2 separate regions of the Sus scrofa genome follow, and region 1 is linked to region 2. A link is a contact called in public Hi-C data. All regions are on one chromosome and are shown on one strand. The core of a region is the stretch at or near the end of the contact, and the rest is flanking DNA. Distances in the headings are between cores, read along the strand shown. Region 1 overlaps WDR77 (methylosome protein 50). Region 2 overlaps RAP1A (ras-related protein Rap-1A).

Region 1 (5,897 bases), core at 1,679-4,178, 220 kb before region 2:
CAGTATGGTATTGGCACAAAAACAGACACACCGACCAATGAAACAGGATAGAGAGCCCATAAATAAACCCATGCACTTATGGTCAATTAACCTCCAACAAAGGAGGCAAGAATATACAGTGGAGAACAGTCTCCTCAACAACTGGTGCTGGGAAAACTGGACAGCTACATGTAAAAGAATGAGACCCGGGAGTTCCCATCATGGCTCAGTGGTTAACGAATCCAACCAGGAACCATGAGGCTGCAAGTTCCATCCCTGGCCTCGCTCAGTGGGTTAAGGATCCGGCGTTGCCATGAGCGGTGGTGTAGGTTGCAGACGCAGCTTGGATCTGGTGTTGCTGTGGCTCTGGCGAAGGCCGGCAGCTACAGCTCCGATTAGACCCCTAGCCTGGGAACCTCCGTAGGCTGTGGGTGTGACCCTCAAAAAGACAGAAGACAAAAAATAATAATAAATAAAATAAAATAAAAGCTTTTGCACTGCAAAGGAAACCAGCAGCAAAATGAAAAGACAACCTACTGAATGGGAGAAAATATTTGCAAATGATGTGACCAATAAGGGGTTAATTTCCAAAATTTATAAACAGCTCATACAACTCAGTTTCAAGAATCAGTCTTAAAACACAGGCAGGATCCAAGAAAGACTATAAAGGACAGTGCCTGGGTCCTGTCACTGGAAGCCTGATTAGGAAGTTCCCTGTTGGGACTGGTAATGGTGCTGCTGCCACTGGGCTGTTAGTTGTCATTGCCAGATACCCATTCTTTGAATCTTTGCAGCATTCCCTCCAGATTTAACTCCTGGGTGGGAGTAGCCAAATGGCCAAGGCTAATCTAGTGGCTCAGATCAAATTAAAAAAAAAGAAAAAAACAAAACAAAACAAAAAACCAGTCCCCTTTAAGCATCCATAGTCTTCCCTCCAAAGCACAGCAATGGAATCCATTCCAAAAAGCACATGGAACATGTTACTTCTGAGGTACGTGTTACTTTTGAGATCCTTACTGAGGCTCACAGCATCCACCATGCAGCTGTCACTAGTCTCATCTCCTTTTAATAGTAGCTGCAGTGTCCTCCTTGTCCAGGAAGCTCAAAGCTCCTTCCACACAGCAACTTCCATCTGGAATGCCTCCCTAGCCCCAAACATCAGCCAACCCACATTCAACCCTGAGAGCTCCATTCAAATGTCACTTCGCCACTGCTTCATGACTGGTTATGATCCCTCTGTTTTCTACCAATCTATTTCTTTTGGCTAGCACTGAAACACTAATTTCATCCTCTCTCTCTCTCTTGACTAGGCTGCTGAAGCCTGGGCTGCCATCTTGCTCACTACCACAAACCACACTGCCTGAAAGCTTCTGATACACCACAGCTACTCACTCTTCAATGACTGGTGACTTCCCTGCCTGGTTCCTGAACCACCTAGAATTCTCAAAAGCTAATCGGAGCCAGTGCTTCACAAAATTTAACATGCAGGAGTGACTAGGGAAGTTGTGAAAATATAAATTCTGCCCTTCTAACAAGTTCCAGATGATGTCAATGCTGCTGGTCCATGGACCACGCTTTGAGGAGCAAGTCAACACCTTATAAAATCAACTGATAAACTAGACACAGAGGACAAACACTTCCACTCATAAGAGGCACCTAGACTCGTCACATTCATAGAGCTGAAAGTAGAATGGAGGTTGTCAGAGCCTGGGAGGAGGGAGTTATTGCTTAACCGGCATGAAGTTTCAATTTGGGATAATGGAGTGTGGAAATGATTACATTACAATGTGAGTATACTTAATGCCACTGAATCGTACACTTAAAATAGTTAAAATGGTAAGTTTAAATATTTTGTCATGCCTAAAAAAAAAAAAAAAAAACAGAAAGAGATAACTAAGGCTCAAGTTGATCCTGCCATGAGGAATCTGCCAATAGGAGCCCAGGGATGGCAGGTGCCAAGGTCAGGTAGTGTTAATATTAACTTCCAGGCAAGTTGATTTTGGATAATGATCAGGGGCCTGTACTGATCAGCCAGTTTCTAACCTACTCAGAGGGTTTCTATAAAAGACAAGTTGCTTGTTAAAAGATCTGGCAGAACTTGAAGCTGATTTAGCTTGTACATGTAAAAAACACTTTCTAATCCAAATAAGCTTCATTCCTTTCCACTGTGATCCCAGATGAGATTTATTATTGGAGTAAAAACTTTTAATTTGAAACTGAAGTTCCTATTGCTTATAACATGGTGCCTCCCAAAGTGAAATATTCCAGAATCTGACACCCAGCACCACAGTGATAATGAAATGTCTTTATTCACTGAGGGAACTTTCAACAAGTAGCACTGGCTAGGCTGCCACTATAAAGTTAAAAGGATGGTGTTTAGGGGTTAAACTCTTTATTTACTGATCTTTTGAATTTTGATGATTTATTATACTATACACTGAGGCAGCAGAACATTTACAAGACAAGGAGGGTTTCCAGAATAAGTAGAACTGCATTAAAACTTACCCAGATGATGAAAGATTTTAGGATCAATGATTATATCTTACGTGCCTCTATTACTTACAATGAGTTATTGCTTCCTCTCTTGATCTTTACATCTCCGTCACTCTCTGGATTGTACTAATCCTGTGACCCCGTGATGAGGAAGAAAAACTCCACAACTGCCCATTTTTTGATAGAGAACTCAATAAGAGACTGTTTTGGGTTTAAGATTGGTCTGCTTACTTTCCCAAAATCAAGCTATATAGAAAGCTGATGTTCTCGAAAATTTGAATTCCCTCACAACGCAAATTGTGAAACTAGACTAGAGCTTGCTTATCTTTTTTCCAAAAAAAATCTGTTTCCTGCACGAGTGATTCTTAAGTTCAGTGTGACCCAGAGATATGCAGCTAAGAAACTTGCTATGAACGGAGATCCAATAAGAATTCGCTCAGCTTCTTTCATGTATGCTGGCTTTTCTTTGATGTCCTAAAACTGCCCCGGAATACATAGAAACACTTGGTATATGCCTTAGTGAAAGAAATGCTCATATATTCTGGAACAAATCTTTTTTTCCCATTCTTCTAGTTTGTAGCTAGAGTTGAGTCAAGTGACCACTGAAACACAAAAAAAAATATGAAAGCACATCATTTGTGCTGTCCAAATGCAACAAGAATCTGCCTTTTAAAAGTCAGAGCCCTTTTCTTTTAGGTCTGGATGAGGTAATCACTCTGTAGCTGCGTGATTGAAAAATAAACTGCAGGGACCCTCCCACCTAAATCTTCCCAAGTTCCAGCCCTTTCTATCATGCAGCCTAGAACAAACATGGCTAGAAGCCCAGAGCACTCAGAGCTTGGGTGATTTTGCTGCCAATAGTGCGATTGTAAATCAGCAGGAAATGCTCACGTAGCTGGTAATTAATGACCAGCCTCCTACTGTTCTGCGGGGCAGGAGAGACCCTGGAGAAGCAGCCTGATGTCTGGAGCCACCTGCAACTGCACTTGAGCCAACCTCAGCCTTTGGTGTTCTGAGCACCTGAAATCAGCAGGGGAACATCATGGGTCTGGTTAATGGATTTTAGAGTAAGAACAATGAAGATAGGGAAATGGGTCTACTCCCTGGTGCTCAGACATTGGAACGAGTGAAACTAAATGGAGAATACACGCTTGTATGACTTCAAACAAACCAAAAAAAAAAAAAAAAAAAAAAAAAAGGAGCCCATTTCCACCCGTCACAGGGGAAGTCTGCTCACTCTACTGAAACTACTCTCAAATCAAGGGTCTGTGAATAATCCTACATGTGATGCTACATTTCTGATTATTTGGAGGTCGTCTTTTATCTTGAACCAGCTTTTTTCTCACAAGAGAGATATTTAACCAAAATTGTGATGGTCATTCCTACTGTGACTTCAATTAGTTTTACAAATGTCTTGGTGGCCATCACTAATCGATGTGAATTGCCTTCATCAGCCCAGATCTGAATCCAAACTAACATTTTTTAAATTAAGTAACGTGGTTCTTCAAAAACTTAGGTTTTCCTCCTTCGATGTCACTCTAAGCACCTTGACAGACTAGCACTGGTTTCCTTGAATTCGTCTCTTCTGAGTTTCTCTCCACCATTCTGAAGTCCATGAACAACAGGCCAATGCAGGTTTAATTCCTACTCACCTCACCCCCTACCTCCTTTCTGTAAATGACCACAAATTTTAAGCTTTTGCCTCTGGGAAGTGTTTCTACCAAAGCACCAATTCTTCCCAGGGAGTTAGAGTTAAGAACAGTGAAGCTTCCTTCCTACCTCCCCGCAAACCCAGTAGACAGATCCACTGACTACAAATTGCCCTGTTTTTACTAGAGGGTAACTGTGAGAATAGAGCTCGTGCTCAGCAAGGGTGGAACACAGAAGCTTTACTTACCAATACTTTGCCCATGAAACTGGGGCGGTTTCATGGGATTTTCACTAAATGAAACTTGGAAAGCACAAAAGTACATAGCTGATTGCATTTAGTTTCAATGCAATCAGTAATTGACCCATAACTTCTAAGCGGCAGTAGCCACCAACCAAATAACCAAACGTTTGCCTTAAGTTCCAACTACTCCGTGGGGCTGGGGAAGCACACACAAAAAATAACGGGCTATAGGACTGGTACCCAGATGACACATAAGTGACACAGGTCTAACTGCACATGAGACACACACCTCAAAAGACAGGCCAACAATGAATCAACTTTTTATTTCACTGACCAGTATTTCCGATTCTCTCTCTCTCTTGCTGCATTTAAAATCTTCAGAGTTCCCCAAAATAACATTCAGGCTTCCTAGATCCAGAGGCAGGGACCCAGAGGCAAAAAAGGTCAGGCCCCAGGCTGTTTTCAGGTGGGAAAGTGGCAGACATTCCTATGAAAGTCTGTGTCAGTTTTTAACTGAAGTGCCTTTAAGCTCTCCACCTTCCTGAAACTTTTTCCCATGGCATCTATGACAGAAATACACTCATCTCTCATATACACAACTTCACGGGGGGTGGGCATCACACACTTCTTACTCAGCCAGCAACTGGACTTCGGCTCAGTCTAATGGCAAAGAGATGTGCAAAACCATGTTAAGTGTCCTGGCTCTTCCTCAAGGTGAGCTGGGCCGGACTTCTGTGAATGGAAGCACTGCCCATGACAAAGGCGAATCAAGCTCTATTAAAAAAATAAAGGTGCTCCTATCTCTATGACGAGTCACGAGCTGCTTCCAAGAATCCAGCAATGCCCACAGCCCAGACCTTACCAAGACACAGTCAATTCCTCAAGCATAGCTACATGGGAGGCATAAAAACCTTCTGCCAACTTCTTGTGGGGGGAGGGGGGTTAGATCTTGGGGAAGATGCGGGATGCATTTTTTTTTATTCATCTCTGCTAAAAAAATTATGTTATCTACACATACACTCAGACACATACACACACGTCCATCTTCAAGGAAGTTTTTCTTCTCTGTGACTACAGGACCCCAGATCCAGCCTCCCCCAGGCTGAGAGACAATGCCTATTAACAGATCTGGTGTGTCAACACACTATATAAGGCTCCTGTGTTGTCTCACAAACTGAGTGGGCAGGGGCAGAGGGAGCAGATACTCATGGGGGATTTGCTTGTCTTAAATCCAGTCTACTCGGCAGCACTCTTAAGTCCAGGCTCTGGGAAAGGTTCTGTGGGCAAGATGTGGTGGACGACCTGATGGTCCCAGCCCACTGTCGTAAGAAGGGAGTGATTGAGCGGTGACCAGGTAGCATCTCTCACAAAGTCTCTGTGGGCTCGGCTTCTAAACCTACAAGAGAAAAAAGAAAAGTGTGGGCACGTAAGAGAGACAGGAGGGACCAAGAAACGGACCCGACACCCCAGGGCACGTCCTGTGGATGTGTTACAGTCCAATCCAGGGCCCGATTTTCATAGAAGAAATGAGAGC
Region 2 (5,441 bases), core at 1,108-3,607:
ACCCATAGGAATCTCAAACCTAATTTTTGGCAGAAAATATTTACTTTTCTTGTTAAACCTTCTTTTGTATTTCCTGTCTTAATTGGAGGTATGCTACCAGCCACCTCATTTGCCCGACTCTTGACTCTTCATCATTCCCCTTAATAATAACCTCTAATCAGCTATGGAGTCTTTTGTCAGTTTTCCCTTCAGAAAACCACTGCCCCTTCTTCAGCACTAATACTACTGTATGGGCCTAAGTTATTTGCTGCCTGAACTATTACAGGAGCTTCCTAACTGTGCTCCCTACCTCTGGTCTCTCCTTCAGTCTGTCTTACATACTGTTATGAGTTACCTTTCCAGAATATACATCTAACTGTATTACTTTTTAAAAAATGATTGTTTTCTCCTCATTGCTTACTAGATAAAAAGTAAACTCTTTTTTAACATGATAGATACCTTTGTATACATAACGCAGTCTCCATACCTGGCCTCATTTTCCATGCCTTATTTTTAAATCCTGTGTTCTACCCATTCTGAGCCATGGGATGCTCCCTGAATCTTCTGTATTTAATAATTTGGAGTATTTGCTCAAGCTGTTTCCTCTCCTTAGAATGCTCTTCCCTACATACCTATTTAGTTTTTCACCTAGCTTTAACTAATGTAACCTCCATTTAAAAACTATCCTAGAGGAGATCCTGTTGTGGCTCAGTGGTTAATGAACCTGACTAGGAACCATGAGGACGCAGGTTTGACCCCTGGCCTTGCTCAGTGGGTTAAGGACCCAGCATTGCCATGAGCTGTGGTGTAGGTCAAAGACACAGCTTGAATCCCAAGTTGCTGTGGCTGTGGTGTAGGCCAGTAGCTGCAGCCCCAATTCATCCCCTAGACCTCCATATGCCTCGGGTGCATAAATAAATAAATACTACCCTAGACTCCTCTCTGTTCCTCTATCCTTTCCCAGCCCTTTAATCTTGTCTCTGTAATAACTCTGTTTCTCTCATATTGTAGTTTATTTTTTTCTCTGTGAGCTCCAAGAGTAAGGGAAACATACTTTATTTTTTGTCCCTGGCACCTAGTATAGAACTGGTACCTGGAGATATTTTGTGAATATTTGATCCAGAACAAGAATCATGCTTGCCATCATGTCTGTTCCAGTGTCTACTAATTTATCCTTACTATGTTTCTTAGTTTGAGTCACCATAGCAAATTACCTTAGTCTGGGTGACAAACAACAAGTTTTTTCTCACCGTTCTTTAGGCTGGCAAGTCCAAGATTAAGGCCCTGGCAGATCAGGTGCCTGGTAAGGACCCACTTCCTGGCTCATGATTGCTGTCTTGTATACTTGCATGGCAGAGAACAGAGAGAACCAAGTTGTAACTCTCACAAGGACTCTCATCCCATACCTGAGGGCTCTGCCTTTAGGATCTCACATAATCCTAAGTACTTCCCAGGGGTCCCACGTCTTAAAACCATCACATTGTGGGAAGGGTTTCAATGTAAGAATTTGCAGGGGACATGTTCAGTTTCTAACAATTTGTATATAATAGTTATTTTGAGAAAATTTCCCCCTTTTCCCTATTGAATTTCCTAAATTAATCCTTTTGAACAATAATTTACTTATAATAAAATGCACCTCTCGTAAATGTGCAGTCCCGTAAGTTTTGTAAACGTGTATACCCACATAACCCCCACCGTAATCAAAGACAGATCATTTCCTGCACCCTGAAAAGTTCCTCATGCTCCTTAGCAGTTGTCATTGCTGCCTGTCATTCCTGCTGGTCCCAGATAGCTTTCTGGCACTGTAACTTAGTTTTGTCTTTTCTTATATAAGTGGAATCATAAGGTATTCACTCTTTGTGTGTGTCTGGCTAATTTGGCTGAACGTGTTTTTTAGATTCATCCACGTGTTGCATCTATCAGGAGTTCATTTCTTTTTATTACTGAATAGTATTAATTCCATTGATTGGATAGGCCACAGTTGACCCATTCACCTCTTGAAGGATACCTAGGTTGTTGTTTCTAGATTTTGAGTAGTATGAACAAGGATAAAAGTTGAAGTTCTTTTTTTTTTTTTTTTTTTTTCTCCCCCTTAGCTTTACTTGATGGATTTGCCCCTGTATTAATGATCTATTCTTGGGTAAAAGATTAACCCAAATCTTACTATCTTAAAACAACAGTAATCATTTATTGTCTCTCAGTTAATGATTTGAGGATCCCAGATTTGGGAATGGCTTAACTGGAAGAGTCTGGCTCATGGTCTCATGAGGCTACAATTATCTGAATTAAATTTTGACAGGCTTCACAAGTGGCTGGCTCATACAGTTGGCAAGTTGGTGCTAGCTGTTAGTAAGAGGCTGCTCAGAAGGGCTGGTTAAGTGTCCTCGTGGCATGATTGTGGCTTCCTTTAAAGGGAATGATCCCAGAGACCATAGTACAAGCTACAGTGCCTTTTAGGCCCTAATCTTGGAAGTCACAGTGTCACTTCTGCCGTATTCTGTTGGTCACACAACCAGTCTTGAGTCAGCATGAGGAGAAACTACGCAAGGCTATGAATATGAGAGGGAACAATCCAGGTTATGACTGCCAGGGGGCCACCTGGGAGGATGGTACCACAGTCCCTTTGTCCAAAAGGAATGGAACATATATACCTGGTTTAATTTCTGGACTTGATGGATTCCACTGAACTTTGTCCTTAGGCTAGTACAATGCTGTCTTTATTATTGTAGTTTTATTGTCTGTCTATCTTAAAATCAGGTCGTTAAGACTTTTTCTTTTTCAAAACTGTGGTAGCTATTCTTATTTACATTTTCATATAAATGTTGAAGTCATCTTGTCGGTTTCTGCAAAAACTGTGATTGCATTGGATCTGTAGATCAACTTGGGGAGAATTGACGTTATGACAATAATATGGACTTAGGAGTTCCCTTCGTGGCACAGTGGAAATGAATCCTGCTAGGAACCATGAGGTTTCAGGTTCCATCCCTGGCCTCACTCAATGGGTTAAGGATCCGGTGTGGCTGTGAACTGTGGTGTAGGTCGCAGACTCAGCTCGGATCTGATGTTGCTGTGGCTGGCAGCTGTAACTCCAATTGGACCCCTAGCCTGGGAACCTCCATGTGCTGTGGGTGCAGCCCTAAAAAAAAAAAAAAAAAAAAAAAAATAGTAATAATATGGACATATCTTAATATAGTACGGCATATCTCTCTAATAATTGAGTACTTAACTAGCCATGTTCTGTAGTTTCAGTACACAAGTCTTTGCACATATTCTGTTGCATTCATCTCTTAAGTATTTCTTATTGGATGCTGTTGTAAGTGGTATTTTTAAAATTGGATTTCCAGCTCTTCTTTGCCAGTATATAGAAATACAGTTCAGTTATCTTTTTTTTGTATCAACCTTTTATCCTGAAACCTAGTTAAATTCACTTATTAGTCTAGTAGCTTTTTTGTCTATTCCTTAGGATTTCCTACATACTGGATCACATCATCTGTGAAAAAAGACAGTTTTACTTCTTTTGCATTGGCTAGTACTACTGTACATAGCTTAGTACAGTGTTGAATAGAAGCAGTAAGAGTAGACATGTTGGTGGAAGAAAAACTATCTAATACCCATAGGTGCAGGAAAAGTGAAAAAAATCCAACATTCCTGAGGACCCGTGTAAACAAAAGCTCTTAAGAACGTATAAGGGTGTAAAGAAGACCTGAAACCAGAATGTGTGAGAGCAGTCCTGCTAGAGTAACCTAGAATGCTAACTGCTTCATAATCTAGGGTCCTCAGCACTTGTATAGGGAAGAAAAAAAAACAAAACAAAAAACTTTATTTTTTACTAACCTCTAAATGAAATTAATATTTGTTTCTATTTTGAATGTAGGCAACAAACCACAGTAGTAATATTACACCAACTGTGACTTTGTCACCAATAAATGTTAACTTTTCTTGTATCTTTAAAATTTGTTTCTTGAGCATACCATCTAGGTGTAGGTCTTGCATTTTTATCTTGCCTTTGAATTTGAATGTTGAAATATCAGGATAGATTATGTACTTTTAATGTAATGATTAATTGCCTTTTAATTCTGTCCCATTGGTTTTGTATTTCTCTCATTTTTTTCCTTTGTTCTTTTTTGTATGTTTGTATTTTTCCTACTATTTTGTGGAGGAATTGAAATTTTTAGTATTCCATTTTATCTCAGCTATTGGCTTATTTGCCCAAAAAAAAGTCTTATAGATTTATTCTCACTATTTCTGGTACTTTCAATTTTTTTAGTAAGTATCATTCATTTATGTAGATTCATGTTTTTATCTGTTATTTTCTTCCACCTAAAGAATTTTCTTTGCTTTTTTTTTTTTTTTTAATGTGTGCTGGTGAACCTTTTCCCCACCCCTGCCAACTTTTCTTTCCTTTTTTGGATCTGAAAAAAATTTTTTTGATTTCACGTTCCTTTTTCAAGTATATGTTCACTGTATTTAACATTCTAAGTTGACCTTTTATTTTTCTGTAAGCATTTGAAAGATGTATGTTCTTCTGTTTTACATAGCTTCTTGAGAAGTCTATGTGTTTTAAAAATATCTAAACTTTTCCTTTGGGTTCTTGTAAGATTTTCTTTTTAACAACTTTTCAGGTATTTGATTACTGCCCCTTGTACTTTTTTTTTTTTTTTAATCTTTGTTAGGAAGAATATAGAGTATCTTTTATTCTAGGTCTTGTTTACCTCTGCTACTAAAGTATGAATCTTCTGGGGTTTCCAGTGAATTGTCCATTTTTCAACAAAGAAGACTCTTCTGGATAGACTTCAGTATGTCCCAGCACTCTGAGAATTGTTGAGCTTATAGATTCCTGTTTATTTTCTGCCTTGTTACCTCATGGAGTTTCATCCTGCAGGCCTGGCTTAGCGTTTGGCCACAGACTCAGGTGGACCCCTGTGCAGATTTCTGGAATTTTCTGTGCAAAACTCCCACTTCTCTGCGTGAGTTCTTTCTGGCTGCATCACAATCAGAAAAGTGCCTCAAGGCAGAAAGCCAGGGCAGTTGTAGGTCGCACTCATTTCCTTCCTCTCTCTCCGAGATCGCAGTGCTGTATATACTGCTTACTGGCCAGTGTCTGAAAGCAGGTGTCTCACATTTTGTGTTTGGTGTGTGAGCTGTTTACTGTGGGGTGGGAGGTTCATTCCTGCTTACACCATCATGGCTATTAGAAATTCGTTCCCTGTCTTTTTACCTTTTAAGATAATCATGAAGATAGAAAAGTACGTTTATATTCCCCCTTTCTGGTAATTCGGGCTTTATGGAGTATACCACCAGGACCTACCTACAGAGTTTTAACAATTTCATTTATATTCTCCCATTCGTATCTGAATAATTTGAGGTAATGTTTTACATGGTTTACCAATAATACAATAATGAACAAAATAGTATAGAATTATGTATGATATTTTAAGCAAATAGCATTTTCATTATGTGAA

Evidence for each region. A called contact is a pair of places that touch in the nucleus more often than the background predicts.
Region 1: a Hi-C map of liver shows a contact between it and region 2, with 5 times the contacts expected there. The contact joins two enhancer-like sites. A contact is called at or near these places in 1 of 47 Hi-C or Micro-C datasets (liver) and 1 of 2 datasets of contacts at active chromatin or transcription factors (alveolar macrophages).

The regions. Positions count from the first base shown.
Region 1 is chr4:108,914,357-108,920,253 of Sscrofa11.1, reverse strand. WDR77 (methylosome protein 50) reads right to left here. Exons shown (of 10, transcript XM_003355245.4): 10 at 4,660-5,759. The coding sequence ends at 5,600. Among named protein-coding and RNA genes, the nearest start is that of ATP5F1, 9.7 kb to the right of the region's middle. Within about 2 kb of position 2,928, at least 7 of the 83 cell types and tissues checked have an H3K27ac peak or open chromatin away from gene starts, as enhancers often do. A contact at or near this core is called in liver, where this site is marked.
Region 2 is chr4:108,695,112-108,700,552 of Sscrofa11.1, reverse strand. The region is part of intron 1 of RAP1A (ras-related protein Rap-1A); the gene reads left to right. Among named protein-coding and RNA genes, the nearest start is that of FAM212B, 47 kb to the right of the region's middle. Within about 2 kb of position 2,357, at least 8 of the 83 cell types and tissues checked have an H3K27ac peak or open chromatin away from gene starts, as enhancers often do. A contact at or near this core is called in liver, where this site is marked.